Regions from separate parts of the Mus musculus genome. Here regions 1 and 2 are each linked to region 3. A link is a contact called in public Hi-C and HiChIP or PLAC-seq data. All regions are on one chromosome and are shown on one strand. The core of a region is the stretch at or near the end of the contact, and the rest is flanking DNA. Distances in the headings are between cores, read along the strand shown.

What was found. HiChIP or PLAC-seq counts read pairs in DNA pulled down with a chosen protein or histone mark. A called contact is a pair of places that touch in the nucleus more often than the background predicts.
Region 1: a Hi-C map of uterus shows a contact between it and region 3. The contact joins the enhancer-like site here to the promoter of Gdnf in region 3. A contact is called at or near these places in 6 of 484 Hi-C or Micro-C datasets (cumulus cells, mammary gland, nephron progenitors and 1 more), 3 of 115 datasets of contacts at active chromatin or transcription factors (craniofacial prominence, embryonic stem cells and stem cell-derived neural progenitor cells) and 3 of 9 other capture datasets (embryonic stem cells, liver and pancreatic islet).
Region 2: a contact with region 3 is called in a CTCF HiChIP or PLAC-seq map of the NIH/3T3 cell line, with 15 read pairs. The contact joins the enhancer-like site here to the promoter of Gdnf in region 3. A contact is called at or near these places in 7 of 39 promoter capture datasets (the 3T3-L1 cell line, 3T3-L1-derived adipocytes, embryonic stem cells and 3 more), 1 of 15 datasets of contacts at CTCF or cohesin (the NIH/3T3 cell line), 17 of 484 Hi-C or Micro-C datasets (the C2C12 cell line, the HL-1 cell line, the HPC-7 cell line and 10 more), 7 of 115 datasets of contacts at active chromatin or transcription factors (embryonic limb bud and embryonic stem cells) and 2 of 9 other capture datasets (embryonic stem cells and liver).

The regions. Positions count from the first base shown.
Region 1 is chr15:7,690,108-7,692,807 of GRCm38.p6, forward strand. No RefSeq gene overlaps it. Among named protein-coding and RNA genes, the nearest start is that of Gdnf, 120 kb to the right of the region's middle. Within about 2 kb of position 1,369, at least 10 of the 459 cell types and tissues checked have an H3K27ac peak or open chromatin away from gene starts, as enhancers often do. A contact at or near this core is called in uterus, where this site is marked.
Region 2 is chr15:7,714,386-7,717,085 of GRCm38.p6, forward strand. No RefSeq gene overlaps it. Among named protein-coding and RNA genes, the nearest start is that of Gdnf, 100 kb to the right of the region's middle. Within about 2 kb of position 1,321, at least 11 of the 459 cell types and tissues checked have an H3K27ac peak or open chromatin away from gene starts, as enhancers often do. A contact at or near this core is called in the HL-1 cell line, the NIH/3T3 cell line and pancreatic cancer cells, where this site is marked.
Region 3 is chr15:7,814,103-7,816,802 of GRCm38.p6, forward strand. Gdnf (glial cell line derived neurotrophic factor) reads left to right here and starts at 1,448. Exons shown (of 2, transcript NM_001301357.1): 1 at 1,448-1,663. The coding sequence starts at 1,513.

The DNA of each region.
Region 1 (2,700 bases), core at 119-2,618, 120 kb before region 3:
TTTTTTTTTTCAATTGAATATTTTCTTTATTTACATTTCAAATGTTATCCCCATCTACCCCCAAACCCTCTATTCCATCCCCCTTTCCCCTGCTTCTATGAAGGTGTTCCCCCAACCACCCACCCACTCTGGCCTCCCCATCCTGGCATTCCCCTACATTGGGGATCAAGCCTTCACAAGGGCCTTTCCTCCCACTGATGCCCACCCCGGCCACCCTCTGCTACATATGCAGCTAGAGCCATGGGTCCTTCCATGTGTACTCCAGTTGGTGGTTTAGTCCTTCCAGTCTAAGCCTGTGTCCTGAGCAGACCTCGGGTGCTGGCTCCACACCCAGTCCCACAACACCCAGAGGAAGCTTGACTCCCAGGTGCTCTAACATGCCCAGGAGTCTAGAATTCTAAATATAAGAACTCTGAAGGTATATCCTTTGACACATTTATCAATATGGAAGCTAGCTGATCTGCTGTGACAGTCTGTGCAGCTCTTACTTAGGTGAGAAGCAACCACTAAGCAGGGTATGTTTCCACAAGTAAACAGCTGGAGAGGACAGAGTCTATGGAGTCCTATGTTCTGGATTCTTGTGACAGCTACTCTCACATGTCACTTTGGCTCAACAGAGGTGTCCAGTTAATTCATCAAACACCAATTTAGGTGTTACTATGAAGGTATTTTTCTAGATGTGGCTGATATGTGCCGTCAGTAGACTTAAAATAATGCAGAGTTCCCACCATGAGATGAGCAGGTTCCATTCAAGCAATGGAAGAGCAACTTGTAAGAGCAAGTACTGAGGTTACTGTCTCAAGATCACAATATATTGCAGAAACCTTGCCTTACATTTCAAGCTGCCAGGCTGTCCTGTGGATTTGGTACTCCAAATTATAATATCAAATTTTTGGAAGTTTTTTTTTAATTATGGGTATATGGAGCTGTAGGGACAGCTCAGGTATTAAGAGCATGCAGGACCCAAGTCTGCTTCCTAGAACCCATACTGGGCGACTCACAACCACCTGTTACTCTAGTGTCAAGGAATCTAACTCTCTCTTCTGACCTCCAGAAACACTGCATTCATGTGTACAAACCCACACACAGACACCTATGCTTACATAATGAAAATTTTCAAATTATGTGTGCATGTGTATAACTGTATAGTTGTGTGCAAATGAGTGTGGGTGCTCCTAGAGGTCAGAAGAAGGCATTGGATCCCTGGAGCTGGACTTAAAGGCAGTTTTGTGAGATGTCAGGCATAGCTGCTGGAACCACTGGATATCAGATGGGAACCGAGCTTGGGTTCTCTGAGAGATCAGTGTATGCTCTGAACCCCTGAGTCATCCATCCACATGTATTTTATTACCTCTTGCTTGAGTGTTCAGCCCACTGGCCTGCCCTACAGGTTGGAGCTTGTTAGCTTCTAAGTACTCATGAGTCATGAGCCAATCCCCCTTGTTTCTCCCTCTTGCTCTGAACAAATGAAGAGGGAAGGAGAGACAGACCCTATACCATACACACACACACACACACACACACACACACACACACAATTACATAATGCATGTGCATGAGTGTGTGCGTGCGTGTGCGTGTGCGTGTGCGTGTACGTTCTCTGCAGAACTCTGTCTAGTGCAGCCCCTGAGACTCAGAGCCCCTCTAAGGGCAGGGTCTGCTAAGGAACCTCCTATGCTCAGGCCTCTCACTGGAAGAGCAGAGATTGGGGACAATCCAAAGGAGATAGAAAGCTCTCAAGGCAGGACTCATTTTCCAGGTCTTTGTAAAACTTCTAATTGCTAATGCAAGCTCATAAAATGGGCTATTTTAAGAAAATAACCAAACAGAAAACATAAGACTTTGGGGGACAGGATCTAAAAGTGATTTAATGATCATTTTAATCCTTTAGAATGTGCTTTTCCATGCAGGATTCCACCGAATCTGGAAATACCTCTCAGGAATATGGTCATAAATTCAATTCTTATTAAGTTCTAGTTATTGAAGTCATTGGAGTAAAAGGAGAGAAAGAATCAGGCTGTGCTCCACCACCAAAGCCCTTGTCGTTTCATCAGAGTTCTCTGGGTCTCCGGGATTTGTGCTTTTTAAAATAATTTATGTCATTCAATGATACTAAAGCAAAGTGGATATCTAAAAATAGTTCAAACAAGAACGTGATGTTTTCATGAGCTGGTCCAGAGTTTAAAATAGTATGCACACACACACACACACACACACACACACACACAATTACATAACCCACTTTCCCCCATGCTGTATTATACCAAAATAAATGTGTCATGAATTCATATAGACATATGTACACTCTTATGAATTATCATCAATCATTTTCTTTCCTTCACTTCAATCCCTTTGATTATTTTAACAGAGTCACATGAAAAATGTGGGCCCAACCACCTCCTTTACTTTGTGAGTCCCCTGAAGACTCAGACAAGCAAATCTTTATCACCTCCAAAATGGTGATGAATCTCATGCAATTTCCACTTTCTTCAGCTCTGAGAGACTCTCCTTGACAATGTGAGATCTTGTTATTTTCTAGCACCGTTTACTGTCAGGTCTGCCTTTGCCCTGTTGGAATCCTCTCCTCACCCTGACAAAGGGACACTTCTGTTCTGGCCTTTCCTTCTGTTAGCAGTTGTGTGACTCATAGGGAAATACTGGTAGAGTAGCCCCAAGTTATCAGCTATTTGTGACAGTGAT
Region 2 (2,700 bases), core at 71-2,570, 100 kb before region 3:
TGATACACATACATACACACAAGCAAAACACTCTGACAAATAAATTTAAAAAAAAATTTTTTTTAAAGAAAAAGCCAAAGTCAACATAGAGACAAGTGTAACAGCTTAAAGGAAAGAGATCATGGCCAAACCTTAGATTCACACCAACCAGAGAACATACTCTCAAAAGTTACCTCTTGTAGTTTCTTCCAGACAGGAAGAAACCTGTAGCTGGTAGATACTGCCTTTCAGCCCTTTGCTTCAGATTGTATTGCCTCCCTCTCAGAAGCTCTGTCCAGCCTTATGTGCCAGCCCTTTTGCTGTAGTCATTTCAACAGCCATGGTACTCAGAGCCATGTCTCTGGGAGACTTGTAGGGTGTTCATGAGAATCCACTCTTGGCCCACTTCAACTATCCAGCAGCTGCCTGAATATCCAGCTGACATAGCCCCAAGGGAATACATGGGGTGGGGGGCGGGGTGATTCTGGAGCTAACAGTTATGGCTAATGGCTGATGTCTTGTCATTCTTTAGTAAATATTTGGAGACTATTAAGAAACCTACTCCAGAGGGCAGCCTTGCCATTGAGAGTTGGGCTAGACCAGCTGTGCTCCCCAATGGTTTTTGAACCTGCTACAGTTTTTGTTTAGTTTTTGTTGACTGTGTTATATATGGTTGGCTTTTTCTCAAGAACTGGAAAATTTCTAAAGAATTCTCCATTTCCCATCAGATACCAAAAAAAAAAATGTGTTTCCAATTTTGGTTATTTATTTACTTGACTCATATTTGATTTGTTCAATGCTTGTTTTATTGTCCTTCACTAGGTTCATGACAGGAGTGTGTGCCTGGTAGACAGAGGTCTTTGTTACTCCTAAGACACCGTGACATGGAATGAGTGTAAACTTAAAACTCACAACTCCTGGGGTTTCTGTCATATTATATAGTTATATTGAGTAAATCGCCTAGTATCCCTCCATAGGGTTGAGATTAAATAACATTAAATAACATGTATAAAATACTTACCAGAGTTACAGGTACATATAGATGTTTGAAAAATTATACTTTTAAGTCCTTTTCTAAAAGGGCTTAAAATATGCAACAATTGGGGTCCTTAGCTTCAGGTCAATAGTAAACTGATTAATAATTGGCTATTTGAAGGGATGTTAGCCAGGACTAGCCATTTATGTTGTCGTGACAAAAATCCCAATATCTCAATAGTTCAAAACAATAAATGTTTCTTTCTCACATTATATTAATAATTCATTGTTAGGAGCTCTGTTCCACCTCACCCCTGTTCAAAGACCCAGGCTAACAGAGACTTCACCACACGAACTATCATACATTGTCTTGGGAGAGCAAGGTAAAGCATTTCATTCCTGGTCTTAAATATGCTTTAGCACAACTCCATTCACACACTAGCCAGACAGAGACACATGGTATACACAATTTCAAAGGAACATGAAGATGATCTCCCTATACACCCAGAAGTAGAAGAACCAGATGCTGATGAAAGTGTTTGTGCCTCATGCAGAAGGAACAGAAAGTTATCTAAGGCAGATAGAGGGGCTTCCATGTGCTAGTTCTGAGATCCCAGAGCTGGTGCTTCCTGGATTACTCAATGTTATCACTGTTAACAGGAAAGAAAAAGGGGGAGCCAGATGAGGTAGGAAATGGGAATGAGCTGGTGACAGATCATGGATCAAGGAATTTAGGCTTTATTCAGGTTTTACTATGTAGATGATGGAGCAGCTGAAGAGGAAGATACATTGAAAGATTCTGTGCAAAGGAGTGACAGGGTCAGAATTACTTGCTCATCTATTCAATTGACCTTTTTTTGTTTGTTTGTTTCATGGATGTCTACTAAGCACAAAGCATTATTGTTGGAATACAGTGGGGAATAATCTCGCCATTTTAGAGTTCAAATTCTAACATCAGGAAAGGCATTCCAACAGGGTGTGGGGATGAATTGGAAGAGGCTTGTTGAGATGGGAGGCAGAAATGCCAGGGAAGAAAGTATGGTTAACCACAGATGAGTAATAATAGCATCAACCTGAACAATAGCAGTGGGGCTCAAGTGGAGGGGGCAGATGAAGGAAGTGTCAGAACTCAGTGAAAGAATAAAGAAGTATGGGGACTTACTGATGACTCTGTTTCCTTCCCCCTTAGACTTGGATGTCAGTGCCATTTCCCAAGTCAGAACCCAGAAGCAGACATGGTTCTAAAGGATGGTGGGGTTTGCCAGTGATGAGCTGACTTTTCCCCCACAGGAATTCTGATGTATCTGGAATTCAGGTGGCTATACACTGAAAGAGTACACTTGGAAATAAACAGAAGGGAGGAACTAGCACAGTGGTACTCCTACACCACATAGTAGGGCATCAGGGGTATGGCAACTGCAAAAGTAGTAGCAGTTTGAGGAGATTGTTGGTGACTAATCATTTGCATATTTCCTGAGCTTAAAATCTGAATCTACTGGAAAAGAAAAGGTACTATAAAGGATTCCATCCAAACATGTGCAGAAGCAGCGGAGTGTCGTGTTGATAAATGCTCTCCAAAGAAAAAGAAAGTTGTCACAAACAAACACAAAGACCCAACCTTGATAAATGTGTGTGCAGAACAGAAATTGTCATGGACCATAGAAAATACTTAAGGAAACAAAATGCTCTTGGAAACCAATAATAGTAGCTCATGAAACAATCACTGGGAAAACAGAACATTGATGT
Region 3 (2,700 bases), core at 198-2,697:
TAGTGGCCTTATCTAGGGACCTAGACTGGAATTCTGGGTGGAGATTGTGAGGGGCGGGAGGGATGTACCCCGGAAAGGAGAGAGAAGCAAAAGCCTGGAGACTAATAGGAAAGGTGCAGGGAGGTGTGTGTGTGTGTGTGTGTGTGTGTGTGTGTGTGTGTACCTGAAAACTGATTTGCCCTCCCCCATTAAAAATGTCAAGACTGTTTTCTCAAAATGCATGATTTACCTGATTTGAGAATGCTCCCCAGCCAATTCCCCATGCTGGAACAACGGGACTTGTGAGTGACAGAGTACCACCATACCCGAAGTGATTCAATCTCTCTTCCCCCGTCTCTTTGGATGGGACTTTTCGCCAAGTGAACATAGCCTTCTTTATTAGCAAGCTCACCCCAGACTGCAAGGCCTTCTTCCTTTCTAGAGATGTGAGGTCTTAAGAGTCCAAAGGACTCGGTGTTCAGGACTCTTACTACGGTCCTGGGTCCTGGAGTAGCTAGGGGAACCGAAAGATAGCATCTCTGCTGAGAGGGACAGAATTAGGACCAAAACTTCACAAAGCTGCAAAACTAAAATCAAGGGCGTGTTCGGGTATACCACGGAGGGCTTTAAATGTCAAGATAGATCCAGTCGCCGCCTACTAACAGTGGTAAAACATTTATTGGGCACTTTCTGGACTTGTTCGTGAGTTAATGATCCTAAGAAGTGGAACTGGTATTTTAAGCCAAACCGATGCTTCCGAAGTTAAGTGACTTAACTTGGCACTTTTATGCAGGCCAGAGTCTGCAAAGTCACATGAACTTGTTCTGGTGACATTTTTTTCTTTCACTTAGCCAGGATGTTTAAAAGGTAGACAGAGGGAGGGCAAGTGTTTCCACCAAGCCTGAGCCTACACCCTGCCTAGTTAGAAGAAAGGTCCAGCCTGGGACAGATAGGTGAGCTTGATTTTAGTCCCAGAGGTAAAAAGCCTGTTGTTTGCATCAGCGAAAGGATGGCTTCCAGAGCTCACATATGGGAGTTGCTGGGGAGGGGAAGGGTGGTCTCTGTCTGTCGAGGGCCGGGCAAAGGTAGCCAGATGGGGGCTACCCCGTGCGCCCCCGCCCCCCGGGAATATGGGATGTCGCGCGAGCCAGTAGAAGCAACGGGCCCGGAGTTGTGGTATAAATTTATGTCCATAATCTGACCTCTGGAAGTTGGAGGCTGGAGGACCGAAGAGTGGTCAGCAGTGCACCCGTTGGGAATGCGAGCTGCACCTGGGGTGTACCAGGGATGAAGGAAGATGGGCGGGCAGTAAACCAGAACAAGGGCGGGGTGCTTAGGGAAGCACCGATCAAAAGCAGTGCGGGCGGAGAGGCTGTGAGTTGGGAGCAGGTTGGGGGGGGGGGCAGGGAAGTGGTGAAGAGGCTGCCCTGCAGTCAGCACCAGGGTCCTGGGCGTCTGAGCCTAACTTGCCTGGTGCGGTTCTCTTCCCCGCTGCCCGCCCGCGCAGGTGCCGCCGCCGGACGGGACTCTAAGATGAAGTTATGGGATGTCGTGGCTGTCTGCCTGGTGTTGCTCCACACCGCGTCTGCCTTCCCGCTGCCCGCCGGTAAGAGGCTTCTCGAAGCGCCCGCTGAAGACCACTCCCTCGGCCACCGCCGCGTGCCCTTCGCGCTGACCAGTGACTGTAAGAACCGTTCCCTCCCCGGGGGCATCATCCGGCGGACCCCAGGGCACCCTACCGCAGCATGCACGCACGCAGTCACCCGGGCCAGCCGGGAAGGTTGTGCGCCTCTCCACTAAGTGGGAAGGGCTGGGAGGCCCTTAAGGGTACTCAGCTGCATGCCGCTGCCCAAGGGTTTCCAGGCGCCTTGCAAATACAGAGGATGTGGAATAGTGTCCCTTTATCATTCTCATCAACAAATATCCCACTATCGCCACCATCACAACCACAACCAGGGCACACACACATTGCCCCCAACCCCTTACTTCCCTGCCCCTCTAAGAATACACAGCAGGATCTTTCTTTTAAGGCTATTTTACTGTGCCTTGCTAAAACCCTCTTGCATTTTCATCCTGAACTGCACTTGCAAGGAGTTTTGTGAGAAAGGCCAGCCAGAGAGAAAACACAGAAGGACCTCCATTTCCAGAGCTAGCATCTGCCTAGTGTCAATTCTGTTCAGAAGAGTTCTGCTATAGGAAGAGTCCAGGGTGACTAGTGCAAAGTGGACTGAAAGGGAGAAACGTTCAGAATGCACAGTGCTAACTCAAAAACAACAACCACAACAAACGCAGGGTACTCTTAAAACAAGTCTGTGATTTACTGCTCCAAAGCTAATGCCTTCTAGAAGCGAGCAATTACAACCTATCCTCCAGTCCTCAGAAGTCCATACGGGTAAAGTCAGATAGACAGGAAAGGAGTTACAGAGAAAATGAAAGTATCTAGGTTAAAAGGTGGCAACAGAAAAGTTGATACAATCTCAAAATACTCAGCGGCCACCCACCTCACCCCTTAGAACGAGTGGCTTTGAAGGTTTGCATTTGAAGTGCCCTGTGGTTATGACCACCAGGGAAAGCTTGAGTCAGCCCAGGACGTACAGAAACCCTTGGCCCTGGACAAGAAAACAGGCAGAATGTGGCAAGTGTTTCATTTCAACAACAAAAATGGCTTCTTGTATAAGGGTCAAAAAGGGGCGGGGGGGATAGAATTTTATAAGGATTTTG